Regions from separate parts of the Gossypium hirsutum genome. Here region 2 is linked to region 1. Evidence: chromatin contacts called from public Hi-C data. All regions are on one chromosome and are shown on one strand. The core of a region is the stretch at or near the end of the contact, and the rest is flanking DNA. Distances in the headings are between cores, read along the strand shown. Region 1 holds the start of LOC121210977. Region 2 overlaps LOC121211439 (probable U3 small nucleolar RNA-associated protein 11).

Region 1 (5,863 bases), core at 2,283-4,782:
CTAATTTTGTTAATCTCAGCAGCCGATGCCGCTGGACTGGCTTTCTTAGGGTTGATTATAGCCTACATTTACTGGAAAAAGAAAGATTCGTCAAATGGTTGTAGCTGCACTGGGAAACGCAAATTTGGTGAAAGCGATAGAAGGAAACTTCGTTCATGTGCTTGTATCAATGGGTTTCAAAACGAAGATTCGGAAAATGAAGACCATGAGAAAGGGGAGAGATCGGCGAAGGGAGAAGGAGAGTTGGTGGCCATTGATAAAGGGTTCAGCATTGAACTGGACGAGCTGCTTAGAGCGTCAGCTTATGTGTTGGGAAAGAGTGGGCTTGGCATAGTTTACAAGGTGGTCCTTGGAAATGGGGTCCCCGTAGCTGTACGTCGATTGGGTGAGGGTGGATCAGATCAGCAGAGGTGCAGGGAGTTTGCTGCTGAAGTTCAAGCCATTGGGAAGGTTAAGCATCCCAATGTTGTGAAGTTGAGAGCTTATTACTGGGCTCCTGATGAAAAGCTTCTCATTAGTGATTTCATCTCCAATGGCAATTTGACCAATGCCATGAAAGGTTAGCTTCTCTTTTTCCTCTTCTTCCACCCAACTCTACTATTTCCTTATCCTCCACACTTTCTTTATTCTTTTCTCAAAAATCTGTCTTCCTATCCTTCAAATACATATTCAACACTTGCATCCGATCAATCACAATTTGTTTAAGTTTTTATCATTATTTAATACAATTTGCGTTCTTTTTTTTGTATATATTTTTCTATGATGTTGAAGGTTCAACCCTGTTCATTCCTAACATTAGTTGATACATTTGCTTCTTTTAATCGTGTGTTTGGTATGTTAATAAAATTTAGTATTCCTTCCCTTTCTCTTTATTTGGTATATTTAAAAGCATAAATAATGGTAATAATAATAATCTAACGTTGGTCATGCTTAATGATGATGATCTAGAAATGAAGTGGTCCAAAGTGGGCGACCCGTTATGAGTGTAATTACTCACCCACGGGGACTCATTAGGCCTGCCAGTGTAGTCCCTTTCCGTTACAATTGTACTCTCATAGTGCCGAAACTTTTGTTAAAGACCTTCACTTTCCGATCTAGTATAAAGATGTTGTATTTTAAAAATATATATTTAGAATAAATATTATTATTTTTAAAAAATAAAAATGCATGCATAATAAAGAGATCTTTTGAATAAGAAAACACCCACAGCGGGTATGGTTTAGTACAAATTTAGTGGTAAAATACAGTAGAAAATCTAGTTGTTTTTGCTTCTCTCTTATTTGTTAGTGAGGTTGACAGGTTACTATTGCTTTTAAATGAGTTGTATACCAAATGGTAGGTCCCCCAACAGTCACCTTCGGCCTTGGATCATATGGTAAAAAAAAGTCAATTTAGTATTATCTTTTTAAGTTACCATACCACACATGTTACGTAGAAGAAAAAGAGTTTAGATACTCATTTATGTAGTTTTATTATATAGCTAATACAATAATTTCAGGCAGAAATGGTCAGCCATCAACAAACCTTTCATGGTCAACAAGGCTGAAAATCGCAAAGGGATCCGCCCGTGGCCTGGCCTACCTTCACGAATGCAGTCCCAGGAAATTCGTTCACGGCAACGTCAAACCCTCCAACATCCTCCTTGACCATGAATTCCATCCCTACATTTCCGATTTTGGACTCAACAAACTCATCACCATCACCGGCAGCGATCCCTCTTCGTCCGGTGGCTTCATTGGCGGACTTCCTTACAAATCGATCCAAACCGAAAGAACCAACAACTACCAAGCGCCGGAGGCTCGAGTCATCGGTGGTCGACCCACCCAAAAATGGGATGTCTATTCGTTTGGAGTGGTCTTACTTGAACTACTCACCGGGAAGTCCTCTGAGCTATCTCCGACCACATCCACTTCCATGGAAATTCCAGACCTGGTGAGGTGGGTAAGGAAAGGATTCGAAGAAGAAAACCCCTTGTCGGATATGGTGGATCCGATGTTATTACAAGAAGTGCATTCCAAGAAGGAAGTGTTAGCTGTTTTTCATGTAGCGCTTGCATGCACTGAAGCAGACCCTGAGATTCGACCCAGGATGAAAACTGTTTCCGAGAATCTTGAAAGAATTGGAACATAAATTAACAACACACATATATAAGCTTGTTTTGTCTTTTGTCTGTGAAATAACATGGTATACTGATTTTTGTTAGGGGTCGAAGATTAACTATATTCATTCCTCTAAATGGTTTTCCAGATTAGGCCCAAAATTTTCTTGAAAATTCAACTGTCTCGGGAGAGCCAATAGGAGACAATGTGTCCTTTCTTGGCTACAATTTTTTTTTTTTTGTAATTTTAAATTTCTGTTTATCCCTGGGATGTGATTGTAATAATTTCTTTCTTTTCTAACAATTCAAGGCCACAGTGCTAAGGCATTAATTCTATCTGTGTAGGGTTAAATGCACATTTCATGGGTTAAGTAAATCATTTTTGTTAGATATTATTTTTCTGACATTAAGTTTGACCCTTTTACTTAACACTGTTGATCATATGGCAAGTGTATCCTATAAGGCCATGGAATTTGAGAAGAAAAAACTAGTACTCAGATTTAATGTTTTTAGGAAAATAAATAAACCATGAGGGAACTCGCCAGTTAGTTGGCAACTTCCAACTCTTAATAGAAAAAGTAAATATAGATGAAAGTTGAAACTCAACCATTCTAGACTTCTAACGAAATTAAGAGTATAGTCTTATTAGAAAACTCATTAATCTAACTTAACAATTACAATCCACATTCAATACTTATACTCCAGAAATGAATCATTAACAAAGTAGAAAACTACCCTTAACTACTTAACTAACAATGAATTGCTCTTAATTAATTCAAGTTACTTAGTTACTTCTGATATTCCCCCTCCAGACTCAATAGCAATCACATTCATCTTAGCATGACAACAAGAAAAAACACCTATGGTTAACGGTTTGGTCTACTTGATCATTCCCAGGTACATAGTTGACCTGAAGTTGTCGCTGAGCACCTTGTCACGCACAAAATGTAAGTCAAGCTCAACATGCTTAACATGAGCATGTAGCACTGGATTTGCTGCCAAGGACACCGTGCTGGAATTATCACACCAAATTACTGGTATGCCTTTAATCTTCACACATATTTCATCCAGCAGAGAACGAAATCATGTCAATTCGGATGTTGCATTAGCTGCACTTCTATACTCGACTTCTGAGGTGGCCAACACTAAGTTCTGTTGAGATGTGGCGTTATACTTGTTGGTATAACAAAATCAAAGTTGAATTCTTCAGTCTTTGGTGATCCCTACAATACAATACAATACAACGGGATCTGAAAATTATTCAAAGCAAAGCAAAGATAAGAAAAGAACTGTCAAGTTGATCTGGATTCAGGGTTCCTTTTATACACTGAACTTAGCATACAAGTTTGGAACGAGGTTAATGTCGGTAAAGCAAAGTTAAAACAAATCCAAAAAAGAGGAATGATGAAACCACCCCCACAAACAACCTTTATTTCTTTTCCTGCAACGGCCATGAAAATAATAGTTCAGTAAGAAAGGTATCAATCAAACAAAGATAATGGCACAGTATAAAGGCCAAATTAAGAGATCATTGATTATGGATGGACCCAAGCTAGCAAGCAGTGATATTTCTTTGCTTTTAAGAGCAATCAGCTCCCCACTCCCTTCCCCTCATTTTGGTTGATTTAATTCAAGCAAAAAAAAAAAAAAAGAAGCTAAAATCCCATATTCCTATCCTTTCTCTCTCAATTTTCTTCTCTTTTTTTCTTGGCTTGCATTGAAGAAAAACAGGCTGGTTAAAGTGCCGCCTCATGAATGTGTAGGAGACACAGTCATTGTCGCAAAAAGACATGGGCAATTGCGCTAGAGTTTGCAAGAACAAAGATGCTATAGACATGAATCTTAGTGCCCAAATTCAATCCCCCACTAAGAAGAACATTGCCAGAAAGGAGCGCTCCATTGCTGAACTCGGTTCCAGGCGTCAGCCATCATCAATGGAACAAGAAATTAGTTTTCGAGACTCGAGTTTGTTCCTTAACCTGGCTTTCTTAACATTTATTTTCTTTTTTTGTCATCAATGGATTATTACATTATGCAGATCTTTAACCTTTATTATTGCCTGGAAACTAATTTACTCAAGTTTTTAACATATCTAACTGAAGTGTGTCTATCATTTCTATGCAGGTAACACAGAGGAGAAGTTTTTTGATTCCATCCAATGGTTAGAATCTGACAGTGAAGATTTCTTCAGTGTGAATGGTGGTGAGATTTTCCCTAATTTTGTTGAGACAAACTATTTTCATTTCCCCATAATAATAGCATTGCTAAGTTTCTTAACTTCAAAATCACATCGTTGCTTTTGACAAAGCTTGGTTTCATCCAGATTCTACTTTTTCTTGCGGAAATAGCCCTAAAAACCGGAAAACCTTGAAGGAAAATTCTCCCACAGATACAAAGAAGCAACTAATTGAGTTATTTAGAGAGAGCTCTAATGATGATGATGATGATGCTGTGAATAATTACACAAATATGAAAGATGAGTTGGAAGACAAAGCTGAAATGCTGAACAAGCTTCCAAAGTCAAGAAGCAGAAGTGCGCATGAATCCATCTCCAACTCCGTTGGCAGTAATGAAGCAAGATGCTCCCCTGGGGAAAAAAAATCAGCCCACCAAACATGGGCTTTAATGAGATAAAGAAAGGGCTAATAAACCCTCACAATAACTGATATTTATTCTGTATAAATCTCTTGTAAACAATCTACAATCTCAAAATTGAAAATGGTTCAACTCTAGTTTTTTCTTTTTTCTTGTGTGAGTGTGGAATTTATAAAAATTAGCAAAATGGCACAAAACACATCCATGTACATACCATTAAAATTTAACCATAACAAATACATAAGCTTAAGGATCCCAAAATACATAATGAATAAAAAAAAAATAGAATCCAACTAAAGCAAATTCCTATGACATCCTCACTTCTTGCGATCATATCATTGTATGTTGTTTTCTGAAGCTGCAAAATCTCACCTTTTTCATAAACTTGCTAAATTCATCAGACTTACCACTTTCTTTCAACAAATTATTCTTAATCCTCATTTCGATACATCTTACTCTTCATCTCTTCATTATCTATCACTTCAATCCATCCCGCACCTTAAACATAAACTAATAAGTTAAATACAAAATTTTCAACTCCCAAACAAATCATTTAAATAAATTTTCAGTATGATCAATTAAATAGAATTTTGAATTGTAGGAGATGACTTATGGGTTTAAAGGTTTTAATTCGATTTAACAGCAGTTACGTTTTATTTACGTGTTTAACAAAGTATTATAATATCCATGTAGAATTGCTATTTTGAAAACAATATATATGTATCCTAAATTTTGTGAGTACTCATTTTAGCCCCTTAAATTTTTTTAAAAAATTTTATTACCTTATAATTAAGGTCTAAAAATACGATAATTTGTGTTTCTTCCCTCAAAGTTTTCCAATGTTCTTTTAGTTTGATTTCTTTTATATAATTTATAAAACTTTATATAAAATTTGTTAATATTTTTAGTTTAATTTGATAAACTAATATAAAGTAATATTTAAATATTAATTTGATAAAAATAAACTTAAATAATTTCAACATCTAATATAAATTGAATATTTAACCTATTTTGCTTTTTTAAATGCTAATTTGGGTGAATAAAAACTAGCTCAAGTTAAACACATATTATTTGGACTGACCCATACTTTAAACATGTCTACTTCGTATAAATATCCCAACCCCCTAATATGTTTTGTTTGCCTCTTTGGCACTTACTAACATTGTTAAC
Region 2 (5,444 bases), core at 2,616-5,115, 180 kb after region 1:
TTTAAGAAAAATCTGGTATTGATTGGCCGGACCAAAAATTCTGAAAATTTTATGGATAGAAGATATATGAGTCTATTTTAAGAGAAAATTAACGAAACTTGATTTGGAGTTTCGTAGCTCCAGTTATAAATTATTTAGTGACTGTTGCTCAGGAAGACAGCTTGCAGTGAAATTATGATTATGTGGTAAACATTGACAAAAATTTGTTAATGAGTTGCTTATTGATTTCTTATAAGCTTACTATGATCTGTAGGTGTGGTTGGCCGAATATTGTAAGGGGTTAATACGTAGTTTGTATTTGAATAGTTAGATTAACGTGTTAGTAATCCAATTGTAGGCGGTTCGTGTGTGGATCTCGTCAGCATATCGTCGCAAACAGGTGTGTAACTAACACCCTCTTTCTTAGTTTGGATCGGCAAAAGTCGAAAAGCCGAAATGCTGAAAACCGATATTTTGTAGATTTGCGAGTGTGCGAATGCTCGTGAGGTAAATCGATTAATGTTTTTGGTAAGCTGCAAAATTTGGACTGCAAAGTGCAATATTTCTGTGCCCTCGATATTTTTGGGCTTAATGGGCCAAAATTGGAATGATGGGCCAACGGGCCCAATTCGGTAAGAACCCTCGATACGTGATTCTGTTAGTACGTGAAAAGTAGGAATATGCATGAAAAACCCTAAAATAGATAAATTACTGAAATACCTTTAAAAGTGGAAAATTTACAGTTTTACCCCTAGTAGATAAATTACCGAAATACCCCTAGGGTTAAATTGACCTAAATGCATGTTTGACTGTTGTTATTTACTGCATGCCATGTTGTTCTTATCTGATGCATGGGATTGGGATATTGACGGAGGAAGTACTGAAAGTGGCTTGTCCACGTACTGGAGGCTTTGCCTCAATTTACTGTTAACTGAGCAGTAAGGCTGCAACTGTGGAGTGTTGGGCTGGGTGGGTTGAGCTATTCCCCACATGGAGTGTAGGGTTGGTACGGGTGGAGTGTAGTGGTTGGTGGGTTGAGTAGTCTCCCCAAATGGGCTTGCATATGTTATTGATGTTGCATGTATTTTAAAATGGGCCTATGGGCCATACTGTTATCTGAATAAGGGGCTAAGGACCAGTTTATTGTAATCTGAAAAGGGCTCTGGTCCAGTACCACTGTTACCTGAATGGGCTTAGGCCCAATAGGCTTAAGCTGACTTGGGTTTTGAATGGGTTTTCCTTACACACTGAGTTTCCCCAAACTCACCCCTTTTATTTTCATCCACGCAGGAAATCCCCAACCATAGTGGGCTTGGAGCTGTGAGGGAATTCGGAGTGGCCACCCGTTCTGAAAGTTTGGTTTTCTTCTGGTGAACTGGACATCCTATTATTTACGTTGAGGTTTGGGTTTTTAAATGTAATAAGGCCGCTTAATTATTTTTTATGGTTTTAATATGTATTACTAAGATAGGTATTACTTATTTTAACTGTTGAAATTGGATAGCTTTAGGGCGCGTTTTCAAAAAAAACAACAATTGATTTCAAAATAACACGACAACAAGCAAAGCTTCCGCAATGAAAGTATTTTCCAAAATTAATCACTTTTCCTAAAAATGACTTAACCAAATCGGTTTCCTAGAAATATACATGACGTTAAGGTGTGGCAATGGTGGTGTGCATGTTTAGGATTGGATCCGAAGGGAGCTTGGTACTTAAGTAGTCCGATAGACTCACCTCCTCTTTTCCGGTTTCCTATCTGGTGCACAGCTTCCATTCATTTTAACCTATAATGAAATTATCTTTTAAAACACTAAGTAGGTTTTTCTGGATCAACAATATAAAATGTTTTGAACGCTTCGATGTGGCATGTCGGATCCGGCCATAACGTCTGGGCCGGGTTTAGGGTGCTACATGAAAACTTTTCTTAAATTGAGTGGAGCTTGGGCAAAAAAGTAAGCCCATTTTTTCAGGTCGGACCAGGCCCAAGTTTGAAAATTTGATCTAGATACCTTGCATGAGCTTGGTCTAGCCCATGAGCACCTTCAGTCAATGAGTACTAATCCACAATACCAATTATCTAATCGTTGGCTCAAGCTTGCTAATTGAACTTTTTTAAAAAAAATTAATAGCCTAGTGACTTTAGTAAAAACTTTCGAATAGTTCAGTGACTATTTTGTAACTTTATGAAGTTGAGTGATCAAAACATAAACTTATGAATAGTTTATTGACCTTGGGCGTAGTTTACCCATTATTAATTTATATATTTGTAAAGATTTTTTTTAAAATTTTTAATAAGAGGATATCATGTGTCATCATATGATTGGCTATCATTGCCACATCAATACAAACTAATTGTTTAGTGCGAAGTTATCAAAGTGCGTAACAGAATACAAGTTCAAATGCCAACTAGGTCAAAAAAAATTTTAGGTACCAACTAAGCATTTTTAGATAAGTTCAGAGGGCAAACTATACATTAATCCTAAAAAATAAAATTATTAAAATTTAGAATATTATTTTTTTAAAATCGGAGATCTAAGCTATTCATGTTATACATACATAAATATTTAAATTTGATCGACGTGTTTTAAATACACTTCTTATCATACCTGAACAAAATTTAAACATCCAAGTTGAGATTTAAGTTAACAAAAAAACCTAGATTAACATGATATTGATATTTAATGATCCAATTAAAATGTTTTAGAGAATTTTAAGACTAATATAAAATCTGAAGTGTAATTTGGAGACATATGATGAAATTAACCTATTTGATAAAAAAAAAAAAAGAAGTTATAAAAATAATAAGAGTAAATTACACAATAATTCATTTAATTTTCATAAATTTTCAATTTGGTCACTAAAAATAAAAAAAATATACAAATATAACACCGTTGTTAGATAGTTTTTATTTTAGTCACTTGCTATTAATTTGGCTAACGGCAATATTAGTATACACTCATCTTAATCACTCAACTTTAGTAAATTTTTATTATTTTAATTTTTCCAAAAAAAAGGAAAACTTGGGTTTTTATAAGAAATTAAATTTCCCAATTGTGGAGTTGAAACTATAACTCAATTTCGTATAAAAATCCAAATAATTCATTGTAAAAACTCAAGTTTCTCCTTGTGAAAGCACAAGTGTTTTCCTATAAAAACTTAGTAATCCTCAGTAAAAACCTATGTTTTCTTTTTTTATGAAAAAAGAAATTAAAATTAATTCTAAAAAGAACTATTTTTTGAGAAAAATGGTTTTTCTAGTAAAATACATGTTTTTTTTTCCTTTTTGGCTAAAAAACTTAAAATTAATTCTAAACAAAGAGAAAAAATTGAAATTAAAAAGATAAAATGATATTTCCTTGCAAAAACTCTAATTTTTCTTATAAAAATTCAATAATTCCCCGTCAAAACTCATGTTTTCCTTTATCGAAAAAATTAAAATTATTTATTACAAAGAAAAAATAAAAGAATTTAAAAAGATAAAAATGAATAACTAAAATGAAAAATTTACTAAAGTTGAATAATTAAAATAAGTGTACAATAACATTTTTATTAGCCCAATAATTGTCGAGCAATCAAAACAAGAAAACTATTTACGACGAGTTACTAGAAAAACTATCTAATGGCGGTACCATATTTGAAAATGTTTTATTTTCAGTGATCGAAATGAAAACTTATGAAAATTAGATGACTAATTATGCAATTTACATAAATAATAGACCAAAGCAGACAATCATGTGTATAATTTCTCTCTTCTCTTTCTAACTCTCTCCCTCCATTCAAAAAAAAAAAAGGGTAATTCCACGACCGTCTGATTTCTTTGATTGTTCACAGTAATCAATGTCAATGGCTGCAAAAGGGGAAGGACCAGCTATCGGAATTGATCTAGGCAGGACATACTCCTGTGTCGGAGTGTGGCAACATGACCTAGTCAAAATCATCGCCAACAACCAAGGCAACAGAACGACGCCGTCTTACCTAGCTTTCACCGATTCCGATCATTTAATCGGTGACGCTGCTAAAAATCAAGTCGCCATGAACCCTATCAACACTGTCTTTGGTAATTGCCTAGTTTCTGATTCTATAATCAATAAATTTTAATTGGTCAAATTTAATAAAAGATCCTTATACTTTACATTTTTTATAAATTTGATTAATCTGTTATAATTTGATATTTTTAAATCGATTGATGTGTTATTTATAATGATAAAGGTAAGTATTTATTAGGCATAAGGTTTCAGTTTCATATCTTATGATTAAATTTTAAATTTTATTATGATTATTATTTAAAAAAATTTACTCTTAAAAATATAATTTAATTTGTTTATAAAAAGTATTTTACTAATTTTATAATTGAATTGATTTTAAAAAAATATTAGATTAAATTATTGGCCATTTTACCAGAAAAAGCCCATTTCAAAAATTATTTACAAAAATGGGTCAACTTTTTGATTATTTACCGAAAAGGACCGAATTCTACAAAAACGCATCCACATGAGCGCAATTTCAGGGGATATGCCAGCAAAGCGCTTCCCTGGGGGAGCATTTTTGCCATGTCAACTCAAATCGCGCCCTTGTGGACGCACTTTGCTGATGTGGCAAAAACGCTCCCCCAATGACACATTTTAGCCTGAGTTTAAATTTTCAAAAAAAGGTCATTTTTTTTAAATATTATAAAGATAGACCAATTTTTTTGAAAATTTACAAGAATAAACCTTAAAAAAAGACTCAAAGTGATAATACCACTTTTTTTAATGTAGCATCAATTAATACGGAAACAAAACTTACAAAGATCTTTATATAGACTCAAAGTTTCATTTCTCTTATTTTCTTAAGCAATGTGGGATATGAGATATGTGTATATATAGACTCATGAATAGGTTTGCAGGTTGTTCCTAAACAATGTGGGATTCCTTCCTTTTTTAACTAACAACATGAGATTAAAAGCTACACTATATTTTATATTTTTTTTACTTAAAGTTTAATTTTTTTTACAAAAAGTTAACATTTGTTACATCATAAATAAAAATTTTAAACTCTATAAGTAAAAAAATTATGAAATATAAAATAAGTGTGGTAAAATATTAAAAAATAAATATTTAAAAAATTACTAATAGTTGAGTGATCATTTTGTAAGTTTTTATAATTCGATAGCTAAAAAATCATAGTTAAGTGACTACTAATGTAATTTAATCTAGATATAAAAATATGAAAAATAATTATTATATTTTATGTATATTATATATTTCTATGAAAAAACTTATTTAACATAATTATATACTATGTTTAAATAAATTATCTATCTAGTCAAAATACATCTAAAATAAATTTATCAGCATTCATTAGGTGATGAAAATTAAATTAAAATTAGAATTAAAAAAATTAATTAGTATAGTAAAATATTAAAAATAAGTAAATATTTAAAAAAGATATATCAATTTTTTTAAAATTACAAAAAAATACTATTT

What was found. Hi-C and Micro-C count contacts between places; a contact is called where the count stands out from the background.
Region 2: a contact with region 1 is called in a Hi-C map of leaf, with 1.8 times the contacts expected there. The contact joins the enhancer-like site here to the promoter of LOC121210977 in region 1. A contact is called at or near these places in 3 of 34 Hi-C or Micro-C datasets (hypocotyl and leaf).

Annotation. Positions count from the first base shown.
Region 1 is chrA12:91,095,377-91,101,239 of Gossypium_hirsutum_v2.1, forward strand. LOC121210977 reads left to right here and starts at 3,533. Exons shown (of 3, transcript XM_041083060.1): 1 at 3,533-4,063; 2 at 4,223-4,300; 3 at 4,422-4,830. The coding sequence starts at 3,889. The coding sequence ends at 4,732. LOC121210976 (receptor protein kinase-like protein ZAR1) reads left to right here. Exons shown (of 2, transcript XM_041083059.1): 1 at 1-559; 2 at 1,499-2,474. The coding sequence ends at 2,130.
Region 2 is chrA12:91,274,061-91,279,504 of Gossypium_hirsutum_v2.1, forward strand. All of the region lies in intron 4 of LOC121211439 (probable U3 small nucleolar RNA-associated protein 11), which reads left to right. Among protein-coding and RNA genes, the nearest start is that of LOC121211439, 6.3 kb to the left of the region's middle. Within about 2 kb of position 3,866, at least 5 of the 9 cell types and tissues checked have an H3K27ac peak or open chromatin away from gene starts, as enhancers often do. A contact at or near this core is called in leaf, where this site is marked.